Linked DNA regions of Canis lupus: region 1 is linked to region 2. The links are chromatin contacts, called in public Hi-C maps. All regions are on one chromosome and are shown on one strand. The core of a region is the stretch at or near the end of the contact, and the rest is flanking DNA. Distances in the headings are between cores, read along the strand shown.

Region 1 (5,455 bases), core at 1,597-4,096, 230 kb after region 2:
CCTGAGTCTGAAGGCAGGAGAACCATTGACGGCCCAACTCGGAATCAGACAGAGACACCCTTTCCTCCCTCCCTCCACACTTGGTTCTATTCGGACCCTCAACGGATTAGACACGGCCCTCGCACATGACGAAATCTATTCAAGTGCTCGCCTCATCCAGAGACACGTTCACAGACACATCCCGAGAGTGTTTTAGCAAATACCCAAGCACCCCGTGGCCCTGTCGGGGCGACACATAAAATGAGCCACCGCAGGGAGTCGTGGAGGGGAAGACGGTGTGTGCGGCCTGGAGGCCCTGCAAGCTGCCCACGTGAGCTGGAAGCCACACACGCGGGTGCAGGGCTAACACAGGAAGCAGCAGCTGTGGCCCGGATGGAGCCCAGAGATCATGAACTTTCTGAAGGAGAAGGGGCTGCAGAGAGAGGCACTTTCTGCACTGAGCCCTGAGGAACCCCAACATCTGAAGCTTGAGCGGGTAGGAGGCTGCAGTGGTGAAGACACCCGAGAAGGAGCTGGGGTGGGCCGGCCGGGTGGAGCGCCCACTCACTCACCCTGCAATACAGCTCTGGGGGCGGGGGTGGAACACAGCAAAGGCGAATTAGTCATCCAAAATGTTTTTGATAGTTATTTTTTTTAATCTTCTCCACTAGTTTCCTAAACAAAAGTATGAATGAATGAATGTGTCTTGGTCTCTGCACGTCCCTCTGCAGTTGCACAAACAGCCCCATCACTGCAGGGCACATCTGCCCCCGCCGCCACCAGCACATCAGCTCAGGCTGACCTGCGGTCCCTCCACTTCCCCCAGTCAAGGATTCTCTCTCTGCCAGAATGCAAGACTTTCCCCCTTTTTAAAAATATTTTATTTATTTATTTGAGAGACAGAGAGCGCACACACGTGAGTGGGGGGAGGACCAGAGGGAGAGGGAGAAGCAGGCTCCCCAGTGAGTACAGAGCCCCATGCTGGGCTCCATCCCACGGCCCTGAGATCATGACCTGATCCAAAACCAAGAGTTAGATGGGGCAGCCCGGGGGGCCCAGCGGTTTAGCGCCGCCTTCAGCCCAGGATGTGATCCTGGAGACCCAGGATCGAGTCCCACGTCAGGCTCCCTGCATGGAGTCTGCTTCTCTCTCTCTCTCTCTCTCTCCATCTCCATCTCTATCTCTATCTCTCTCATGAATAAATAAATAAAAGTTTTAAAAAAAGATGTGCCTCGTGAGGCAACATGACACAGTGTAGAAAAATCTGCCAGCAAACTTTGTTCACCCACGTGAATGAACGTCCACAGCAGGGCTCCTACCCAGAGAAGCCCCGAGCCCGTGCTGGGAGTTGCCTTCATGAATGGGTTTACAGGGCATGCCTGCCACAACCACACCACACATGCACACACAACTTTATACACACAAGCTCATACACATACTCACATGTGCTCACACTCATACACATACACTTATATATACACAGGCTCATACACATACTCCCACTTGCACACATATACACACTCCTATACACAGATTCAGACACACATGCTCACACACATGCTCATATATGCACAGGCTCACACACACACCCTCATACTCACACTCGTGCTCACATACACACTCACACTCCTGCTTGTGCACACAATTCCACACTCATGCAGGCATCCCCATCTTCCTAGTGGCACCTCCACTTCTGACTCATTCTGTTTGGCCTGAGAGTGTGTCTGGAGGAGATGAGGACACGGGGATGGAAGGTGGTTCAGAGGGCAAAGCCATCAGGAGATAATTTAGATGATCCTTCAGAAGAAGCTCTTCATCACTGACAGTGGTAACAGAAAGCAGGATAAAGAGTGAGGAGAGGGGTGGGCAGCTTCGTGACCTCGGTTAACACATCAAATAAAAGAACCCGGATCTGCTTTGGGACTGTGACCCTGGCTCCATTGTCATCTGCATTGGCACTGTGTACAGACACGGGAGTCCAGTAGGATCTTCTGTCCTGAGCTTGTCCCTAGAAGTACACAGCAGGCAAATTCTGGGGGTAAGAAAGAGCATGGCTTTTGTGTCCCTGGTTACAGAAAGAGCCATGCATTTCACGTAATCTGAGGTTGACCCCAAAAAGTCTGTGCGTGCCATTCCTGAGAGCGTTCTAAAACATGTGTAAGTTAAAATTCAAAAAACTGAAATAGTCACATTTGGGTGGTGGATTTAGAGTTTCAAATTGTATTCCTCTAATGTTATCATCTCACACTATTAAATATTTATTGAAAGGAGAAGTATTAGCCCTTTTTTTTTAGACCTTGTCAAGTGATTACAGTGTCATGCCCTGTCTCCACAGCTGGGAGCTGGGGCTCTCCATTCCACGCATCTGCCGTACACCACCACCTAAGCATCCTGAGGGACCCCACTCCAAAGGGCAGAGGTGTCTGGGCCTCACGTCCCCCCACCAGGTCACCACAAATGTTTTCTTTTTTAAAAAATTAAAAAAAAAATTTTTTTTAATATTTTGTTAATTTATTTGAGAGAGAGAGTGAGAGAGAGCATGAACACAGAGAAGAGGGAGAAGCAGACTCCCCACGGAGGAGGAAGCCCAATGCTGGGCTCGATCCCAGGACCCGGAGATCATGACCTGAACCAAAGGCAGACTCTTAACCGACTGAGCCACCCAGGCGCCCCCACCACAAATGTTTTCTAAGAAAACCGAAACCTCCCACTTCGTTACTAACACCCAGAGATGTGTGTTTCTTGGATACGGGGAGAAGGGCATCACCAGCTTCAACAGAAATCTCACGAGTGGTTACCAACACACAAAGAAAGGAGAAGTGAGCACTCTGCCCACTGTTGTGGTTTTGCTTTTCTGGAAAGTTTGCTTTTGTACATCCTCGTGCTTCGGTCCCTCTGTAATATTTCTAAGCAAAATTTACTCAGAGCTACACAGTTTCTGCGCTGTCAGAATTCAGTGAATGTCACCGAGTACATTCTTCCCCCTGGAACAAAGTTTTCCACCCTCTCTAAGGTACAGTGGCCCAATCAGGGCCATTTCCTTTCTCAGCAGTTGGAGGCTTTCAACTTACTATCTGAAGGGAGTGCCTGTCGGTAAATGAGACAGACTCAGAATCCAGCTGCGGCTTTTGTTTCCTTCCAGAACTTGGAGTAAGCTGAGTATCAGAAAAAATTTGCCACCCTAAAATGTGTCTCTTTGATGTGTGGATTATTTTAGACTTGTTATTTTTAAAAAAACAGGAGACTCACAAAGTTGGTTTGTTTTTGTTTTGTTTTTTGCCTCCTCCCCAACCTCCTAAAAGAATTTAGATAGAGAACCAGTTCTAGGAAGGGAACTATCGCAATAGATAACTTCCGTATAAATGAACTAGGTACGGTAGACAGAGAGAAACCAAGCAAGGTCTGTTTGATCAGAGTCCTCTCTAGGTCTCGTTGTTTCTGGGTGGCCCAGAAAACATTAGTTTACCAAACATTTACCCTTTCCATTCTTTCCGTGAATTGCCTTCCTTCCCCTTTGAAGCTCCAGCCTTCCCTACGCCCTTCCCTTTAGTCCAAAATGACATATGTACCCCATTTTGCCTGATTGTCTTCATAATCTCTCAGGTTTATGTGGACTCCCAATATGTTTGTAATTAAATCTGATTTTCTCTTGTTAATCTGTCTCATATCAAATTAATTCTTAGATCAACCAGAAGAATCTTGAAGACTACAGGAAAAAGTTTTCCTCCCCAGTGGCTGCTTCCTTCCCCAGGGCCTCGGGTCTCTCCCAGGATTCCTAGATCCCATTTTTGTAGAGTAACCAGTTTTCTAAACATGTATGCATTTTCTCTCCTGGGTTCTCTAGAGCTCCTTTTCGGACACACACACACACACACACACACTCCTGTTAAGATGAACTTTTTACCCCATAGTAGAAGCCTGTGGTGCTCTCAGCAAACCTTTGAGATAACCGGGGATCCTGGAACCTGTCTTACAAAAGATAGCAGAGTGGCTGATCAAAAAAGAGTCAGACAAGCAAAGTTCCATTTTGGGATAAGTTGAAGTGCAGCAACTAGACCCAGTCATTCAACTCTGTTCCTTAGTTTAAAAAAAACTGCAGAAGAAAAAATATCTGTGAACAACCACGTGGACTTTGCTGAAAGGTTCTCCCATATTGATAAGGGTTTGTCTGTTTTTCTTTCATGTGCCCAAAGGGAAGTGAACTGATCACAAGAAATCTTATCCAATGGAAACACCCCCCAGGAATGTTATGGGAAGAAATAAACACACATGAAGGACAATGAGCTCCAACGGGAAGGGAGCTTGCTCAGTAAGTATAGTATAGGCAGCATGATTACTAATATGATGATGGTGATGACTCCCTAACTACTGGGTAACTCCAGTATCAACACACAAACAACGATAATGATAAGGTGAAGGGGACAAGGATGGCTTGCCCTTGAACACATTCCTGTCCTATCAAGTCAACTCCTTGTATAGCTTCTTGACTTCTCAAAATCTGACTTCAAGACTTTCTTGAAAAGCTTTCTCAGCTTTTCCCAGCCCTTCCTTTACCACCTCCCAGCTGACTCAGGAAAAAAAAAAAACCCTTCAGAGGTCATCCAAGACAAATGTTGGAAGTTATTTAAGGAAGTTATGTTTTTTCAGCTTAAAAATACTCTATTTCCACCAAGGTGAGTCGATATAAAAATATTATCCCAGGAACTGACGCTAGTGTTCTGAGGGCGGGGGCTGGCCAACTTCTTTCTGTAAGGACCAGAGAGTAAATATTTTCGGCTTTATGGACCATTTGGTCTTTCTGTGGCTATTCAGCTCTGCCACTGAGGTGTGCAAAAGCAGCCATAGATAATATGTAAGTGGATGGGCATAAACATGTTCCAATAAAACTTTACTTATGGATTCTAACATTTAAATTTCTTATAATTTTCATGTGTCACAAAATATATTCTTTTGGTTTTTTTTCCCAATCATTTAAAAATGTAAAAAAAAAAAAAAAAAAAAAAAAAAACCACCACTGTTAGCTCGTAGGCCATACATAAACCCCTGTGAGCCTGTTTTGATTTGTGGGCTGAAGTTTGCAGACCCCTGGTCTGACTTATCAGTAACAGAATCACTGTGCTTACCTCTAACCTTAATGCTCATGTACATTTTACTGTGTATGTGATAAAACCTACTCAAAAAATCTATTATGCTGAGTGAAATAAGTCAATCAGAGAAGGACAAACATTATATGGTCTCATTTATTTGGGGAATACAAATAATAGTGAAAGGGAATATAAGGGAAGGGAGAAGAAATGTGTGGGAAATATCAGAAAGGGAGACAAAACATAAAGACTCCTAACTCTGGGAAACGAACTAGGGGTGGTGGAAGGGGAGGAGGGTGGGGGATGGGGGTGACTGGGTGGCGGGCACTGAGGGGGACATTTGACGGGATGAGCACTGGGTGTTATTCTGTATGTTGGCAAATTGAACACCA
Region 2 (5,137 bases), core at 1,046-3,545:
ACTTGTAAATGATATACAACTGTTCTCATAACTGTATGTGCAAAATAAAAATGTTGAAGCTTGAGATTTAAAATAAGTATGAACAGAACTCTTAATTTTTTCTTTGAACACCCCAGGGGGTCAGCTCACATAGCAGGTACATCTGTACACACACACACACACACACACACACACACACACCTGCACTGGGGTGAACACATGCTTTTAAGAACCTTCCATGGGACAACTGGGTGGCTCAGCGGTTGACGTCTGCCTTTGGCTCAGGGTGTGATCCCGGGGATCCCAGTCCCACATCAGGCTCCCTGCAGGGAAACTGCTTCTCCCTCTGCCTGTGTCTCTGCCTCTCCCTCTGTCTCTCGTAAATAAATAAACAAAATCTTTAAAAAAGAAAAAAAAAAGGAACCTTCCAATCCCGTCTATTCTGACTCCAGCCCATAGAATCTAAACTGTACCTGAGCCATGGAGGGGCCAGGATGCCAAGATTTCATGCAGGGGTGAGCTCTTTCAACTTTAAACGGATCCTGCCATAGACAGAATGCTGAAAAAAAAAGAAAAAGAAAAAAAAGCAAGGAAAGAGTGTTTCCCTCACAGTCCTGCTCTTGTGTTTTTATATCACCAAAGCGTATCATATCCAACGCATTTATAAAGAATGCAATGTATAGGATTTATTTTTTGGTTGCGGGTACAGGATGGTTCCCCCTCTCAATTTCCCTAGATCCAAGTTATTGCGAGAGGAACGTGTCTATTTATTCACAAGAAAAATGCCTGCATCAGTAAGCGAGACCATCCATCGCAGCCACTTTACAGAAAACGGGTAAGGGTGGGGATTGTGCAGAAACTCGACGTTGCACCTGGCCGGTTTCCAGACGCCGCTCCCCGACCGGCCGAGGTCGTTCCCGTGTTGGCCAGGCGGTGGCGCTCGAGGCAAGTGGTGCCGCTCCCGGGTCCCGCACGCCGCATCTCCAAGCAGGTGGCTCGGAGAGGGGACTTGACACAGGTTCCGGAACACCGTGCTGGGGACGAAGCTTCTGGAAGCCGCCAGGTGAGTCTGCGCCGCGGAGGAGACTGGGCCCGGCACACAGAAGCGGCCGACAGGCGGGGGGCGCCGCCGGGAGCCGCCCGGCCTCGGGATGCGCGGGCGCCCGGGATAGAGACCCGCGGCAGGTGCAGCGCCGGCTGGGCGGGAGGGGAGGCAGGTGCCCGGGGGCCCGGGGGGGGGGGGGGGGCGGGCCAGGGTCCGGCCCAGTGCAGGCTGAGGCCCGCTCCCCGAAAACCCGAACCCCAGCCTCATTTAGATTCAACCTTTCAGCCTGAACCCCGCAGGTCCTTTCAGATTTAAAAATCGATTTTTTGAAGATTGAAAAGCAGCCTTTTCGAGTCCCACTAGTTCTCCTTCCATATGCAAACGAATCCAAGGTGAACGGTTTTTCCTGGTGTCCTATTACTGCACAAAATTACGGTTGGCTTTTCTTTTCTTTTTTTTTTTTTCCCCCCAAGGGACCAAAATGTTTTATTGAATACACTCAGCCTCCTCATACATCCTTTTTTAAAAAATAATAAATTTAATTTTTATTGGTGTTCAATTTGCCAACATACAGAATAACATCCAGTGCTCATCTCATCAAGTGCCCCCCTCAGTGCCCGCCACCCAGTCACCCCCACCCCCCGCCCTCCTCCCCTTCCACCACCCCTAGTTCGTTTCCCAGAGTTAGGAGTCTTCCATGTTCTGTCTCCCTTTCTGATATTTCCTACCCATTTCTTCTTCCTTCCCCTCTATTCCCTTTCACTATTATTTATATTCCCCAAATGAATGAGACCATATAATGTTTGTCCTTCTCCGATTGACTTATTTCACTGAGTTGGCTTTTTGTAGTGAAAGATCATCTGGTCCTTCCAATCACTGTTTAAATACAGGTAATTATCATCTCTATTTAAATAAACCCGAAAAAAATAAATAAAATAAAATAAAATAAAATAAGATAGATAAGATAAAATAAGATAAAATATAAAATAAAATAATAAAATAAAATATAAAATAAAATAAAATAATTAAAATAAAAGATAAGATTAAATAAATAAATAAAATAAGATATAAGATAAAATAAATAAATAAAATGAGATATAAGATAAGATAAAATAAAATAAAATAAAATAAAGTAAAATAAAATAAGACCATGTAGGCAAAAGTTCAATTTCAGGAAGGAAGTTCTTCTGAAAGCCAGGCTACGTACATTTTGCTTAAGTCTGCATATTTTTCAAAAACAGACTTCTAAAAGGAAGTGTTCTGTGAACCCGAAATTAAAGGCAAGTGCTTCCTCTTTTCAATAAGACAAGATGTATTCTGGATCCCTGCCCTTTGTAAGAATTAAACTCTCTAGAGAGGTACACCTTTGGGTTCATTTCCAATTTCTAAATAACTTCTCATAGGAGTCACCGTTATAAAAAAAACCTCATTTGGTTTGGGGAATGACAAGGACTGTGGCTCACAATGGTGCTCAAAGAAAAGAATGAGCAAAAGCCAGCATCTGCCAGGGCAGTCATGTTGGTGCAAGGCTGAGCCGCGTACCAAATGCAGCAGAATAGCACACCCCTCTTCCAGTCACGCTCAGGTCAAGTTGAAGACAGACTGAAGTGGAAGAAAGAGCCTGATCATCTGGCACACCATTGCCTATTTTTCTGTTTTATTTTGTACCAGTTCGTGGACAGTTCCCTGTGAACTTCATAACAGGCTCTCTGCTTTGGGAGCACCCACGACCTATAGGATGGCACACGGTGCTCCTTTCTTTCCCCTTGACTATATATGCACGTGGCTTCTCTCCCCTCACTCAGCTCTATTATGGCCCCGAGAGTGTGTATGGAGATGTCGGATCCTTATCTATTATTCGCTCAATTTGGACAAAATAGGGGGAAAGGGAAGTAGTGGCTCAGCTGTGTCCTGGATGGCTGATTGGAAAACACCTACGCAGAAAAGACAGTGAGTGTTCTTCTCTTTTTTCCAGCTGCATGCATCCTTCCCAACAGATGTGCGCTTTGGCAAGGTAGACCTTTGTTCTGTAAAAAAAGCAGTGCTTATTTGAAAAAAAATATAGTCCTGCTCTCCAAAGTTATACCTTAACCCACTTTAAAATAGGATGGGAAGCAACCCACTGATACTTTGCTCCGACTCTAAATGAGAGAGCAGAAAACCAAATGCCTAACTGGTTCATTATGGGAAAGCCCATCCAAGCTCTGTATTCCGAAAAACTATCCACTGACCACCATTTACTTGACCTTTCCATTGTCTTCCCAATAAAGAGCAAAGAAAGGAGAGCAGCAGGAGAGCATTCCCGATCAAACACCCAGAATGAAGGGCCTGCATAAGAAGACTGGGTAGGTGAAGCAATCAGGAAGTAATTTCCTGGGTTCAAACCCCCTCTCTGCAAATTGCTAGACTAGTGACCATGGGCAAGTCATTACCACTTCAGTGTCTCAGTTTTCTGATCTGTTCAATAGGCATGAAAAGAGAAGCACCTCTTCAGGTGGCTGCGCCGTGTGAGTTAACGCGTGCAACGTGCGGGAGGTTGGTTGGTTCTGCCCTGAGAACGTGAAAAGTGCTCCATACATTTACCTTGCTATTATTCCTCAGCCCTCATCACTCTTTCCCAACACCCTGATAAAAAGGCGTCGTTACCATTGTGTTTTAACAGTCCTGCATCTAACACATCATACGCTGTAGGGTTTCAGAAATGCATGTGATTTTATTAGCAGAGAGGGGGAAAGGGCTCTCTGGTTTAGAGGCAGCTCCATAGAATGAGGGTAGAACTAAGTTTGGTTTTTTTTAAGTGTTTTGATGTCTTTAGAAACAGGGTAAGTATCTAAAAATCGGGAAATAAGATAATTATGGGAGGGGCACAGAGAGTTGACAAATAATTTAAATAATATAAATAAATGTTCCTGATGGTTAAGTGAGGCAAAGGTAGGAACCTTTCTATAAACGGTACACTCTCAAAACAGGTCATAAAATGGGTAGGAAAAGAAAAGGTGGAATGTGTTGGAAAATGGGAGACTTTTATTTTCTTCTCCAGACCTTTCCAGCTCGCCAAACTGCGGCAAGATTAGTTGAGCACTTACTTTGTGCAAAGCACAGCTCAAAGCGTTTAAACATTTATTCCCCACAAAAGCCATTTTTACTTACATGGCACTAGTGTTCCCATTTTACAGATGAGAAAACAAGGAAGAGTGAGAATAACCCACTGGCTCACGGCCACACCCCTAGTCACTGGGGGAGATGGGATCCTAACACGGGCTTCTGGCTGCAGAACATCCTTAATCATCAGGGTACCCTGTCTCTTTGTGTATATATCACCTTGAAATCAGGGGGGAAGGTCATTTTTTAAAGAATTTAACGTTGTCGGGGTGTCTACGTGGCTCAGTGGGTTAAGCATCTGCCTCCGATTCAGGTCATGATCCCAGGGTCCTGGGATGGAGCCCCACATCAGGCTCCCTGCTGAGCAAGGACTCTGCTTCTCTCTCTCTCTCTCTCTCTCTCCCCCTGTGCCGAGCCTCCCCACAGTGCATCCTCTCTCTCTTTTTCTCTCTCTCAAATAAATAAAATCTTTTTAAAAAAGAATTTAATGTTGTCATATAAATAATTTGACAAAATATGGTGTTCACATGAGAATACATTCCTCAAACATAGTATGGATTTAGTCTTTATATAGCCCCAGATAGGATCTGAAAGATACTAAATTTGTACAGCTTATTTTGACTTTTCTAAAATACTCTTTCTCAAAAAATTAAAAAATAAAATACTCTTTCTTTCAAATATCCCTGTTGAAAATGCCTTTTTAGAAATACAAATACAAATTCCCCCTCTAAATAAACATAACTACTATATTATTAAATCTACTTTTAAAAGCATTTTTGAGGGGCATCTGGGTGGCTCTGTGGATGAGCATCTGCTTTTGGCTCAGGGCATGATCCCAGGATCCTGGGATGAGTCCTGCATTGGGATCCCCACAGGGAGCCTACTTCTCCCTCTGCCTGTGTCTCTGCCTCTCTGTGTGTGTCTTTCATGAATAAATTTTAAAAATCTTTTTTAAAAAATGAAAAATAAAACCATATTTGAGCAGGGGATATCTTGGAATATTTTTCTGCC

What was found. Hi-C and Micro-C count contacts between places; a contact is called where the count stands out from the background.
Region 1: a Hi-C map of blood shows a contact between it and region 2, with 8 times the contacts expected there. The contact joins two enhancer-like sites. A contact is called at or near these places in 2 of 9 Hi-C or Micro-C datasets (both in blood).

The regions. Positions count from the first base shown.
Region 1 is chr31:33,680,350-33,685,804 of UU_Cfam_GSD_1.0, forward strand. It overlaps LOC119867068 (a long non-coding RNA gene), which reads left to right. Exons shown (of 3, transcript XR_005382403.1): 1 at 1-475; 2 at 4,173-4,288. Among named protein-coding and RNA genes, the nearest start is that of PSMG1, 150 kb to the right of the region's middle. Within about 2 kb of position 2,847, at least 2 of the 20 cell types and tissues checked have an H3K27ac peak or open chromatin away from gene starts, as enhancers often do. A contact at or near this core is called in blood, where this site is marked.
Region 2 is chr31:33,452,161-33,457,297 of UU_Cfam_GSD_1.0, forward strand. No RefSeq gene overlaps it. Among named protein-coding and RNA genes, the nearest start is that of ETS2, 66 kb to the right of the region's middle. Within about 2 kb of position 2,296, at least 9 of the 20 cell types and tissues checked have an H3K27ac peak or open chromatin away from gene starts, as enhancers often do. A contact at or near this core is called in blood, where this site is marked.